Regions from separate parts of the Zea mays genome. Here region 1 is linked to region 2. Evidence: chromatin contacts called from public Hi-C data. All regions are on one chromosome and are shown on one strand. Each heading gives the region's core, a stretch centred on a gene start, on an enhancer-like site or on the middle of the called end of the contact. The rest is flanking DNA. Distances are from core to core; before and after follow the strand shown. Region 1 holds the start of LOC103639319 (DUF3527 domain protein). Region 2 holds the start of LOC100272981 (Serine/threonine-protein phosphatase PP1 isozyme 2).

What was found. A called contact is a pair of places that touch in the nucleus more often than the background predicts.
Region 1: a contact with region 2 is called in a Hi-C map of leaf, with 1.9 times the contacts expected there. The contact joins the promoter of LOC103639319 here to the promoter of LOC100272981 in region 2. A contact is called at or near these places in 4 of 25 Hi-C or Micro-C datasets (ear, leaf and tassel).

Annotation. Positions count from the first base shown.
Region 1 is chr9:146,457,243-146,464,586 of Zm-B73-REFERENCE-NAM-5.0, forward strand. It overlaps LOC103639319 (DUF3527 domain protein), which reads left to right and starts at 2,989. Exons shown (of 4, transcript XM_008662082.3): 1 at 2,989-3,608; 2 at 3,696-3,779; 3 at 5,001-7,344. The coding sequence starts at 5,117.
Region 2 is chr9:146,278,361-146,285,304 of Zm-B73-REFERENCE-NAM-5.0, forward strand. LOC100272981 (Serine/threonine-protein phosphatase PP1 isozyme 2) reads right to left here and starts at 4,012. Exons shown (of 5, transcript NR_158589.1): 1 at 3,731-4,012; 2 at 1,958-2,517; 3 at 1,632-1,853.

The sequences.
Region 1 (7,344 bases), core at 1,739-4,238, 180 kb after region 2:
CACGAAGAAAGGCCAGGAACAAGATCGACTCACCCATACCCATGTTGATGAGCGTCGGTCGGCTCGTGGCTGTGACTGTGGGCGGGGCAACAGGTTGGGGAGGAAGAATAGGACGAAGGCAAGGAAGAAGAACGAGACGTCCGACGACGACAAAAACGATGGTGCGTGCATGCTGTGAAACATCCTCGTGGACGTGCAATAGCCACTGCGCGGGTAGGTGTCGGGGCTGGCGTCGGACGAATACAGGGAGGAGGCACCTGCTCCCACGTGAAAGTCGCCTAGAGGGGGTGAATAGTGAAACCTAAAAATTATAACTTTAATCCGGACTTGATCCCTCGATTAACGGTTAGAACAAGATGAACAATTATTGGAGTATAAAACTAAGTCCTTTGCTTGCAAAGAGTATTGCTTTCAAAGAATGTGGAATTAACAAAACAACACAACTAAAATATCTATGGAGAATAAAGCAAGAGGGCTTAGATAAGAAGAGGAATAACACAAGTTCCTTCTTACAAGGCTTCTCTAAATGAGAATTTAACTTGAAGCAACACAAAGTAATATCAACAAAGAATAGTGCAAGAGAACTTAGAGAGGGAGAAGACAAACAAATCACAAGCAATAAACACAAGTGACACGGGTGATTTGTTTTACCGAGGTTTGGTTCCCCAAGAACCTAATCCCTGTTGAGGAGTCCACTAAGGACGGGTCTTTTTCAACCCTTTCCCTCTCTCCAACGGTCACCAAGACCAGCGTGTGTTCCTTCTTCTTTGTCAACAAAAGATCGAAGTCTCCGCAAGGCCAACCACAAAGATAAGGGGCTCTTGCTAGCTTTAAAATGAATGGGAGTCAAAACTCCACGCTCAAATGATCACAAGAGGTAGCACACACTTTCTCTCAATGATTCTCATAAGGCACTATCACTAAACGCACACGAGTAGCTCTTTCTTGCTTGATCTCTCTTTTGTGGCACTTGTGAGGCTTTGATGTATATAGAAGTGATCTCTAGTAGATAGGAGTGAATACCCAACTCTTGTGTATGATATGGATCAATAAATTGGTATGAATGGGCTGGTTGGGGTGGTTTTTATAGCCCCCAACCACCCATATAGCCACTGGGGCGCATCTGCCAGAAACTGCACTGGCGGACGGTCCGCGGCTAGAGCCCGGACGGTTCATGACCCTCCAACGGTTGATTCTGACATTTCCAACGGATACGCCTGACAGATCAACGACTATCTGCCTCGGTGATACCACGCGGACGGTCCGCGCTAGCTCTAAAATCCCTTTTGCTCAACTTGTCACCTTCGGGCTGAACTAGATCTTCACATGCGAACGGTCCATGAATTATAACTGGATGGTCCGCACTGTATAGCCAGACGGTCTGTGGTTTATAGCCAGACTATCCACGATTTAGAGTTCCTGGCCGAAGTCAAAGCGGTGTCGCGGACGGTCCGCCAGAAGTGGTCGAACGGTCCGCACTTGGCGATTTCAGGACTTTGAGTTTCTGACTTCTCGTTGATCTTTGAACAATCTTCTCCAAGTTACTTTGGCTAAACTTGAGAGAGATCCTATGACTTAGACAAACATCTCAAGTGGCTTTCCACCAGTCTAAGTCATAGATCATGAACATTTTGATTCTTTCACTCATATATTTTCTTTTGCTCAAACTAGCTTCCAAAATAGTGATATGTTGATTTCGAACTTTCCAACCTTTCTAGAAGTGTTGAATAGGTTCCTCGGGGTATTTAGAACTTATTCAAAGAGTATAACTATTGGTAGTTCATCTATTCCATGTTTTACCCCTATATGGTTGGACCCGAGCCGATTGCAACTTAGAGACTCAACTGCTGAACTTATGAACCTGTGAATCAAAGACTAGGCAAACTAGTTAGTCTGAATGGTTGTGATGGTTATCAAGCACCAAAATATAAGAAATGGTTTAAGACCAATTTTCCTTTCACGACGCTCTCTGCCGAGAATGGGGTGGCACGGAGGCGGATGCATGAAGGAGAGAAAAGAAGCAGGATGATGAACGAGGTGGCGACAACTGAGGCAAGAACCGTCATTATCGTGCGGTGGTATAAATAGGTCGTGTCTGGCGGACTGGCCCGGGCCACGATCCATTTAATAGTGCCTGGACGAGCCCAGCACGAGCACCGTGCCGTGCTTGGGCCGTAGCCTCACCCGTAGTGCTGGCCCGGCCTGACACGATTATATTTTTTTCTTATTTTACAAAAAAATCGTATATAAATATGTACAATTTATAACCAGTATTAAAAACACATGAACATGATGTTCTACTAGTTAGACGGCTTCATCTAGTGTCTCCCGTCCTTCTTCCATCAGGACGTGGGTTGGAATCCCACCTCATGCACCGTTTTTAATATTTTACGCTGATTTGACTAAATGGTCCTATGGGCTAACGGGCCGACGTGCCGTGCCTGGGCCGGAGGGTTAATTTGAAATAGATGTGAGAGATTATTTATAAAAAAAATGACGCAGAACGACGGTTGAAACTATATTTTACGCTGATTTGACTAAATGCCCGTCGGGCTAATGGGCCGACGTGCCGTGCCTAGGCCAGAGGGTTAATGACCGTTGAAATTATATTTTGCGCTGATTTGATCAAATGGACAACGGGCCGTGTCTAAGCCGGAGGGTTAATTTGAAATAGATGTGAGAAATTATTTGTAAAAAATTGACGCAGAACAACCGTAAAAACTGATGCTTTAATATATATATATGTATATAGTAGAGATTAAGGTTTAAAACCTCCACGGGATGACGCAGATAAACTGAAAAACTGGTACTGTTAACAGTAGAAAGAAGAGATTGTACAGGACTCCAGCAATAATGAAACCGGTCCAACCCGAACGGATGGCATCATGGCAGGATGGGGATGCCGCCTGGGCATCGTGCCATTGCAGCCGCTGCTGACCTCACCACCCTGGCGCACGCAACCCTCGCGCACGTCAAACTGCTGCGACCTGCGACAAAGGAGCCACCTCCGGGCTCCGGCCCCTCCCCAGCGGCCCAGCTACCCGCCTGCTCGTCCGCCCCCGGCGCCCCGCGCTTTTCTTTCCCCGTTCCCACCACTTCAAGATCCAATCCATCGTCCGTGAACGAAATAGCCCAGTTTCGTGCCCCTCGTGATCCCGACGCCGACAACGAAACTGCCCAGTTTCGTGCTTTTCTCCAGTACCCCGCGCACGCGCGCACACACACACATCCGAATCACAAGGATTGCACCGTGGCAGTACAGGTAGAAACGTCGAGTGAAACCGTGGGAGGGGTCGAGGGAAGAAGCGGGCCAGCAGCGAGCGAGCAGTCGAGCACGCGGGGCGCACCACAAGGCCACAAAGCGCGCCGCGCGGCGGCACCCGCCACCTACCTGGTCGCCCAACCTACTGCCTATACGAGGGGAGGGGGATAGGGAGTAGCAGTAGCCAGTAGGCAGCGTAGCACTGCGGCTCCTACTACCAAGTACCAACCACACCTCCAACCCCCGCCGTATACCAATCCGCCGGAGGTCTCTATTCAGTCCACTTGCCTTTTTCCCTCACCGGTCACTGCATCGAGCTATCGGTTCGTCTCTCCCTTTCCCTCAGGTGATGCATCCTTTATTTTGTTGCAGTGGCGATTTTGCACTGCCTTTTGTGGTCGATTGCCGATCCTTCTTGGTGGTGTTGCTGCAGGAGTGGTAGATCTGCCGGTGCGGTCCCCAGTTTGGATCTTGATGATTTGGTGACTTGAGTGGCCGATTTTCTTCGAGCAAACTGGTATTTGCTCACATCGGTTTTATGCGCGCATTCGTTTCTATTTCTGGGTACTAAGGGCTGATTCGATTCGTTAGGGGACTCGTGGGGGATAGAGAGAGTGACGACTGAAGGGGGTTTATGTCGAGGGTTTAGTGCTGCGGCTTGCAATGTGAATTCTTAACTTATTTCTAGTGCTCTAGCTAGTAATATTTGTTGACGCAATTTGTGGCTAATCTGCAAAAGGAAAGGGTGGAAAAGGTTTTGTTTCAATTTCAATTTTCAACCCACAGCTCCTGATGTATTTCGAAGCATTTCGGGTCCTTGCTCCTGTTTTGTAACTGCAGTTTTATGGTGGTACCCACTGTAAAAGAGTCTTTGTTATACATAGGCTCGTTGGTCCATTTTTTTTTTCAAGCCAGTCAACAACTCAAGATACGGAGAACTTTTGTTTTTCGTCAGGAAAACATGAACAGCTGCTCCGTTGTCCATGGCACACATTGCATGGGCTGAAGTACTGAACTATGGGCGGCTGCGTGGTCCCTTGGCAGTTGCATATTCTTTTCTTTATTTCGGAAGTGACTCAAGTGTGTGGATATTATCATCAATCCGTCCTTTGAAGTGTTTGGGTGTCTTTTTTATCATTAGTGGAAGCCCTTCTTTTGTTACTTTTTCTATACCTTGTACGCTTATTGACATGTCCTCATTAGAACATTATTGTGCCAAAAGCTGTTGGTGGGCAAACCCCTGGTCAATGCAGACATGTGGAAACATCATAACCCATACACACAGGATTCTCGGGAGACAGAATGCTGTCATCTATGGCACATTCTTAGTTCTTAATTAATTTATTTAAGATAATACAGTATTGAATGGTATTTCTACTGCCTGCTACTTTACTTTTCGAAGGGAGCCTGCTACTCCCTACATCCCCAAATAAATCAATTCCTAGAATCCGTGCAAGCTTAACTAACGTTACATAAAAGAGAAACAACATCTATGACATAAAATGTGAGCGTGTTACGAAAATATATTCTATGATATATCTACTGATACTAATTTGATGTCATCAACCTTGATAGTTTTTTTCTAGAAATGACTTAAGACAACTCTAGGGATCTATTTATTCAGGAACAGAGGGAGTACCTTCTTGCTGATGAGCGATGATTAATTGCAGTGAACTTGTACTAGCCTAATAGGAATTATATATCTGATAATTTATTGGCCTATCTTTTGCATTTTCAGGTTTTTGGGAAGTGCGGTTTCCTCAATGTCTATTTGAATCACAGCATACTGAACTGAATCAAGTGATAATTGTGTTCTGGTCATACACTAAGATATACCTGAAACTTCTGCTTCATATGTTCACACATCATAAATATTCCAACAAAGGTCAGATGAACAGCGAAAGGAATGTGAAGATCATATCAGGTCGTGATGGGCAAAAGAAGGGAAATTCACAGTATGGCCAAATTGTACACATGCCAAAGGACATGGTCACAACAGTCAATGGAAACGTAGATGCAAAATTTGAAGATGAAGTTAGAGTTGTGAAGAATGATAGGTTCCAAAGGCAACGAGAGTCTTGGGGTGGGGAATGCAAGAAGGGCTCAAAACCATGGCCTGGTCGAAAGGCAGCTACTGTTGATGAACTTGTTAAACATATGTCAAATGTTCCTTCATATTTACAGCGTAAAGAAACTTCTGACCATCTTCAAGACAAGGCACTGAATGTTGGAGTTCTTGAGTGGGGGCTTCTTGCTAACTGGTCTCAGCAAGAAAAGCATAAGCTCACTAGAAGCTATGGACCATCTCCACCCAATACTAGCAGGTCTGTACTATTCCCATCTCCATCACATTCTTCTCCAAGCCCCAGCAGCAGATCTCTTGAGAGTAATCAATCTACCCCAATGAGTGGCCATCATCATTCATCCATCAGAGCACAGCAGAATAGGCTCACAGATAAACACCATGAGAGGGCCAGATGTCCACCTAGCCCAAATTCTGCAGTACTGAGCTTATTGTCAGGTCATGGCACACATCCCTGTCCAGAGAACGGTCATAATTATGTTGGGTTGGGTCTCAGCAATGTTTCTTTAGCCTCAGACTCTCTAGGTTCTTCCTCTAGAAGTTGTGGAAGACATGAAATGGTTGGAGATGAAGAGACTAGACGGAAGACTGAAGACGTTGTCCATCATTGTTCTCGTAGGCTTTTTGCAGACAGCGATAACATTGGGAAACATTTCTTCGCATCAAATACCAATGACTCCATGTGTAATGATCCTGAACAGAGTATTGGCTTGAATGGGGAAAATTTTGAGTCACTAACGTCTGATGCTGTAATGGACACAGCTAGAAATGACAGTAAGTCGTCTGACTATTTACTGGAGGATATTGAGCCATCCCTTGAATTTCCTCGAATCCCATATTCATGTCCACTTCCCATCATAGATTCAGCAGCCAAAGAGATTGGCATCACTAGCACTGAGGCTGGAGATGCAAAAGTGAGTAAAAATTCTAACCGGAACCAATCTGCCATGAATGTCACTGAGAATCCTCCCCAATACTCAGCAAAGTTTAGTGATAAGATGCCTTATTGTCATCTAGGTTCTGGGATGAATCGAGGGAGCTGCAGCTCTAGCCTCAAGGAGTCACCACATATTCGACAACCCAATATAGTTCCTCCTGTCGATAAGACAGGAGACAGGTCATCACCCAACAGCAAAGGTAGGCGAAGCCCATTGAGGAGGATGTTAGATCCAATATTAAAGCCAAGACATTCTAGTCCAGTACGTCCTTCATTTGTTCCTAAGTGTCAACTTCCAGTCAATACCACCAAGCAGTCTCTGGACTTGGGGAAATCAGTGCCACATAATGTTCAGCGAAGGTCGGTTGATTTGGTAGTCAATTCGAATTATCTGATCGAAGAAAATAGAAATCAGCCTCCTCCCCGTGTGCTATTGAACAGTGCAAGATACATACAAAAAGGAAATGATTCAGCAACAACAAGGCAAGCACTTCTGCAGCTAGCATGGAAGAACGGCTTGCCTTTATTCATACTCTCTTATGGTGATTCTGACATCCTGGCAGCCACTGTTAGAAGGAAGGGCATCCCTGAAAAGGATGGTCTGGAAAGCACATATGCTGTATTCACTGTTGAAGAACCGAAGAAAAAAAGTGGAGCTTGGATCAAGACAGGGGGCAAGAACAAAAAACATCACCTTTTATCTAGCATAGTTGGGGAAATAAAGGTTGCGCGTCGAAAATCAAGATGCCACCATACAACCGATGTTCATGTACACAGGGAATTTGTGTTGGTTGGTTCCAAATTTCTACCATCGTCTGAAGAATCAGGTGATTCAAATGTTAGTGGAGAGCTTGCAGCTTTTATCAGCACACTTCCTCAGCAAGAAGCAGAAACCTCGAAGCAATCATCTTCACAGAATACCAGGCAAAGAAATTCAATGCCAATTGGCTGTGGTTGCCCCCCACTGGGAAATTTCCATCCTAGCACGAGAAGTGCTAATTCTGCTTCAGCCAATGTTGTTGCAGTACTTCCTGATGGCTTCCATGGCACAATAACATCTGG
Region 2 (6,944 bases), core at 2,762-5,261:
TCCTTCTCCTGATCAAATACAACGCCCAGGACAAGGGACATCCCGTCGACCATACTGCTACAAGGGCTCGGACTCGTATCCTCTTATCACAAGAGCAGCGCAACAACCCTTGTAACTCATGGCTTCCCCTTTGCGACTATAAAAGGAGGAGTCTAGAGTCTCCAAAGGGGGAGAGGAGAAACACACTACACTTCACTGTTTGCTCTTCACTCCCGATATTGGCACTCGCTTCAATCTCTCGGAGACTTGGGACTCACTCCCTCTCTCGACCAGCTTGTACCCCCTACTATGAGCACCTAGGTACAAGATAATATAAGTCTCATCCCCCCTCGCTGGAAGTAGGGCCTTCTCTTGCCCGAACAAGGGTAAATCTTGTGTCTTCTTGCATCATCCATCTGGACCGGGGCACGCAGCATAAATTCACTTGTTGGTTAGGACCCTCGGGTCAAAACATTGACACCAACTTTTCATGTAAATAACCTAAAAAGCTAATTGTGCATATGTACTTGTCATTCCTTGCAGAATAAATTGACTTGTCGCTACAACATTGCACTAGAGCAAGTAAATCATAAATCTATGATATTACAAACTGCAAATTTGGCAAACAATACAACATAGAGAGAATTCCATGTGTAGCATAAAAAAGGTTGCTCTCCCATCTCTACTACAGTAGTGTTTTTCTCTGGTACCATAATTCAAAGACCAAGTTGCCCATGTGCTCTGGTACCATAATTCAAAGTCCAAGTTGCCCATGTGCTGTTAGATTTCGCTTCCCTCGGACACCACTCAGCATAGAGTCCGATGGAGCTGCACCAAAACTGCTCCCCCCCCCCAGCACTGTGATGCCACCAGGCGCCACCCCGACCGCGCCTGGTATCTGTTTACCTGTGGTCTACAGGCCCGACAGCAGCAAGGTGGCACTGGCATCTGCTTGATTTCTGATCATCAGTGCTACAACAAGTACTGCTTTTTAGGTTTGTTTTGGATGCCACTAGATTAGCTGCAGACTGCACCACTGCGGTTTCTTATAAGATCTTGTGTGTTGTTTTGATACAGAGGAGTTGTAATCAGTACATTAAAGATGTAATCAGTAAACTAAAGGAGTAGTAGTCTGCAAATTATGGTGGTCTTTGGGAATCGGGGTGAAGGATCAAAGAAAATTAAGCTTGTCCTGCTAATGTTGTTCCAAGAAACTTTATGACATTGTGAGCTTCTGGTAAAGTAGGAGCGCTAATCTCTAGTACTCTTGATTTGTAGCAGTTGCTTTCAACCATGTTGGACTGTACTACAGAGAAAAATAGCAGCGATGCTTTGCCAGTGTGTGGCGTCAAAGGGAAACAAATCTAGCAGGAAACTAGAGCACACGGGTTAAATTGGTCTTTTCCTGTCACAGTTAATGCCCAAGTTAGCAAAAACAGACAACAGTGGTAGTAGATGTAAAAAAATGAATTGGGGTACCAGAGGGAAAGACACTTCTGTGGTAGAGATGGGAGAGCATTTTTTCTTTAAACACGTAGAATTCTCTCATAAATATATGTAGCACAACCCACAAATGCATAAACGATGTGATTCAACAATTGTGTGGAGCAAGTAAATCAGCAGGACAAAATATTGAAACAGGATTAACTGACCTCAGAGCTGCTGGAAGCAAAATGGGTTCACTATCTCACATTTTGTTTGGCCCCATAAATTTGTTTTCTCTCAGCAGGTTTCAGAATTTGGAAGGAACACATCAAAGTTTCGTCAACGCTCATCATTGCGCCAGCATTATCAAATTCACCACAATAATTGGGAGCCGAGAATATGGTGACAAGCTGTCTGTCAGCAAAGAATTCATACCCATCCTCGACAACCTGAAATCACATCACATTACATGCAATATAAACACCTTCAATTTCCAGATAATTGAGAAATAAAAAGATCAAAACAGAAGCTGCACTAAATACTAAGGCGGTACCTGATGAGCACGACAAATAAGATCAAGATCATGCCTTTGCAGGAATTCTGAAACCTTGTCAGCACCAAAGGTATATGAGACCCCTCTATCATTCATGCCCCACCCTTGAACATCTTTTCCTGGATCTGACCAAAGTAAGTCACACAGTAGACCTTGATCTGGTACATCGGTTGGACGTTGCAAGTTCTTTATCTCATCCAAGTGTGCTAGATCGGGAGAAAGTCCACCGTGCATACATAATATTTTATCATCGATAAGAGCAGCCACAGGTAGAGTGTTAAAACATTCTGTGAAGACCTTCCATAGCCGCACATTAAATCGACGCTTGCATTCATCATAAAATCCATATATTCTGTTTATTGAGGCACATTCATGATTGCCCCTCAGAAGAAAAAAGTTCTCAGGGTACTTGATTTTGTAAGCAAGAAGAAGGCATATAGTCTCCAAACTTTGTTTGCCTCGATCAACATAATCACCTAAGAATAGATAATTGGCTTCAGGAGGAAAACCTCCATATTCAAAAAGCCTTAGAAGATCACTGTATTGACCATGGATGTCACCTGAATACCAAATGACAGGGGACATTACAGTTAAATACTGATGTTCAGCTATTCAGTGAAGACAAAGAACAAACTATCACAGTCCAAAGCTTGCATCAGTAGAAATAGAAAAATAGAACAGATTTTATGAGGCGAGGAACAACAATATGAGAACATCAATGAAGACAAAGGAAACAATCATAGTCCAAAGCTTGCATAAAAAATAGAAACATACAAGAAATTTTATGAGTGAGGAACAACAACATGAGAACAATAGAGGAAAAACAATTCAGTAGACATGAAAGTAGTAGTTCAGCAGTTGGAATGGCAAATGGAACAAGTGGGCAGGAGCTACATCGGTGCTTCAAAGACCCACACAAATTATCTGCCTACAACCACACAAACAGGAGACACAAAACAGCAAATGTCCAACATCACCCTAGTGTAGATACTAGATACTTGATAATAAAAGCTAATTACATGTGGATCATCCTCACTATGTGAAGTATATGTAATATGTAAACATATAAGTATAGCTTTGTATGTGCCATTAAAAAGGGCATATCCAGCACAGAAAGCTTGCATAAACTCTGATGCCTGGGGAAGAGAATTGCTACATAGTGTTACCCTTGCTTTTTTTTGCAAGTTGGACTATTCAATCCCAGGACAAGAAAGTACCACTACACAAGCCTCAACTCTATTATATGACACATACCAAGACCATAGAAACAGAACATTAGTGTAATAAGACTGGTGAGACACCCCAGCCATCCTAAGGAACTGGCGGAAAGAACATAGGTAAGAGGCACAAGCATAAGAATTGCAAGGATAATCAGCAAATACGATTAACTACATAGAGGGGAACCACTCTTTGTCACCATGCCCTCACCCATGCCTACAGCTGCTTTTATGCAGACAGCCAGACACATATATTGTTACCCAAATTTTCTCGTTGCAAATAAACCACCAGCATGGTAATGACATAAACATCCATTCATAATCAAATTAAAACCCAGGAAAATAAAAGGGTCTCATAAAACACATCCATATACCAGCAAAAAAAATCATTAAATCCAGAACAGCCCAGATTAATGGTACAATTACTCCAGTGCTTCATAGAGACACGAACGCCAGTTTCCCACGAGACGTAAGCTTCACCCACTGGCGGCGCAAACAGACCAGATCTACCGCCACGGCCGGCCGGAGACGAGAAAGAGGGAGGTGAGGTACGCACCGCAGATCTTGATGGGCGCCTCGAGCTCGAGGAGGTTGGGCTGGCTGAGGAAGATGGCGCGGGAGACGGTGCACAGCTGGCGGATCTCCGACTCAGAGAGCTGCACCTGCTTCCCTGGGCGCGCGGTCCGCACCTCGAGCAGGCGGCGGATGATGTCGTCGAGGAGCGCGGCGTCAATGCCCCCGCCACCCTGCCCTCCCGCCGCTGGCGCCGCCGACATCCCCTCCCCTTGGCTGGGCTGGGCTGGAGAGAATCAGTGGGGCTAGGGTTTCGGGCGGCGCGTCGGAAAGGGCGAAGGGGGGTGGAGGGACCGAGGAAAGAAATTAAAGCGGACACCAGATAGGTAGATAAACTCTCGCGTCTCGACTGAGGTGTTTCGTTTATTCGGTCACTGAAATTTTCCCGCTAGTGCCATGGTGGTGCGCCGTATACGCGACGCGTTCGTTCGTGGTGACCTACCCTGGTGGGTCTGCAACGGCGATGTGGCGGACAGCGGACATGCCGAGACGTACGCGCTTTCTGTCTCTTTTGTCATCGCATCTTTTTCGTTTCAAACGAATGTCCCTTTCTAGCGTCTTTTTTTCAATAATATCATGTTTGTTTCGTTGTAATTGAATTCCATTTTAATAATTATAATTTAGACAAAATTAATTAAGTTTATGTATTTATATATATAATATATTTATATATTATCTTATATGAGAGATATTTATATTCTACATTTATATTATAACGAAGCGAGTATAATAATGTACTATAAGTTGTACATCGAAAAAATATCATGTAAAATTATAGAATCAATTTTCATTTTTCACCTCATGGATTTGAGATATGGTTATATGATAACTTTGGAAAGTGGTAGTATATCACATTCTAAAAAAATAGTTTATTCCAATAGTAAGATTCCAATTCCTTCAAATGAAAGAAAACAAATGGGATCTAATATTTTTTATAATTAATTGCAAATTTGTTTGAAATGAAATATATTTTTTTAGTACAAGACTCTCGACAGCTGATAAGCTCGTAGGCTGCTAGATGGCCGATGATTGTACTCGGTTTATGGTTGAAAAAAATTCCACACTAGTCTTTAAGGTGTTTGCATGCTTCGGACTAAAGTTTAATCCAGATTTTGGATACCCGCTAGAAGGATTAAATATGTGTAAATGTAAAACTAATTGCATTAGTCATTGTTAGTTCCCGAAACGAAACTATTAAGCATGATTAATCTATGATCGGTACATTTTTATTCTAGCAAAATATGGCTAATTATGGATTAATTAGACTTAATAGATTCATCTTGCGAGTCATGTCTTATGCAGTTAGTTTCATAGTTACCACATGTTTAGTCCTCCTAATTAGTATCCAGAACCTACACTAAACTTTAATCTGGGATCCAAACCCCCCTTTTTATTGTGATTGTTATATTAGCCATATAGCGGTGGCCAACAAGACATTGTCGGCTCGCGGATACCTTCTAAGTCCTTAAATTTATATATGTGTGTGTCGGGGATAAGATCATCGGTCCTTAGGGCCCATCGGTCAGCAAGTGTAACACTCCAAAATTCTATTATGGATAAATTAGGAAAACTCATTTCGTTATTTAAATAAATATGTTTTTAAATAATATATTACTTATAAAGATTCTTATATGAACTATCCTTTGTGTTAAAAATTTATTCTCAAAAAAGAATTAAATTAAACTATCTTTTAATATAGATTTTACATAAAAATTATATCCTTTTAAATAGATATGTGAATATTATAAATTAATTTTATTGTACTTCTAAAATGTGGCTATTTGTTTAAATTATTTTCTTTAATAGTTATTATTGTAAAACATCTTACATGAATTATTACTACTAATTTTCATTTGCTTAAATGGATAAATTAATTAATAAAAATGATTTACATTCATGTTGAGTTTTTGTTTGTTGCAGTTTATGCATGAAATAGAAAATTTAATTTAACTCTAAATTAGACTTGAATTTTAAATTTAAAATAGAAAGCAAAAAATAGAAATATAAGCTAATATAATGGATATGTTTTGTGGGTTTGTTTGTACACGACGTCCTTTAGATAAATTCGATACAAATTAGGATATCGCAATAAGATATTTAAGAAAAATACTTCTTTCAGCTCGCGTGTAACACCCAAAAATATAATTTAAAATTTTAAATAAAAATATATTGTAAGATTTATTTAAATTGAATGTATAATATGATTAGTACAAATTAACAACAATATTATTGGAAAAAAAGAGATAAGTTAGAGTTTCTAACACATAGGATAGTATTGTAACAAATAAGTACCAGATTTGATAACAGATTTGGTTTCGAGTTTGTTAGAGTTCCTAATAGATATACTAGGTGAGTGTCCGTGCGTTGCAACGGAACCGTATAATAACACAATAACTTATGTACATATGTGTGTTATATTGTTATAAGTGTGTGCCCGTGCATTGCCACGAAACAATACAGGTGGATTTCATGTCCACTAAACAATACACACAACATTACAAACAACCCGAGAAAGACAAAAAAAACTTAAAAGAACTATAACATAAATCGCTGGAAATGTGGATTTGACCACTAAAACGACTTATTTTTACATATATGTACTTCCATATTAATTTTGTCACATATTAGTATATAGGTATGTGCTCGTACGTTGCGACGGTAATAAAAAAAATTAGCATGAAACATACATACGAACGACAAATATCATTATGGTATATAAAATCTGTATGATAAAATATCACTGTAACATTAATATTATATTGACGATATAAATATGTAATATTATTATAAATACGCCGACTTAGAAAGAACTGATGTCGAACAAAAATTATAATATCGCATAAATTATTTCTAAAGAATCAATATAAAATTTTGAATAATAGGCAAATATATTGATAACTATATACTAATCTAATCTTTTTAGCAATATTGATAAGCCTATGTGGTATGTTTGCAAAGAGATTAAGAATGATGCATTAATGTTTGTCTATGATAGTGCCCATATGTTGGAACGACACAAAAATATATTCGATAATTGTCACTGTCAACGATTACATGAAAACGAGACCTCAATATCTTATAAATTATTTACCAACAAACAATACAGTGCTATTTTCAATTTTACATCAGTTATTCAAAATCCATCTCACTAATGGATCAGCTCTCCCATTTACCTCAGCAGATTCATCGATTAATAG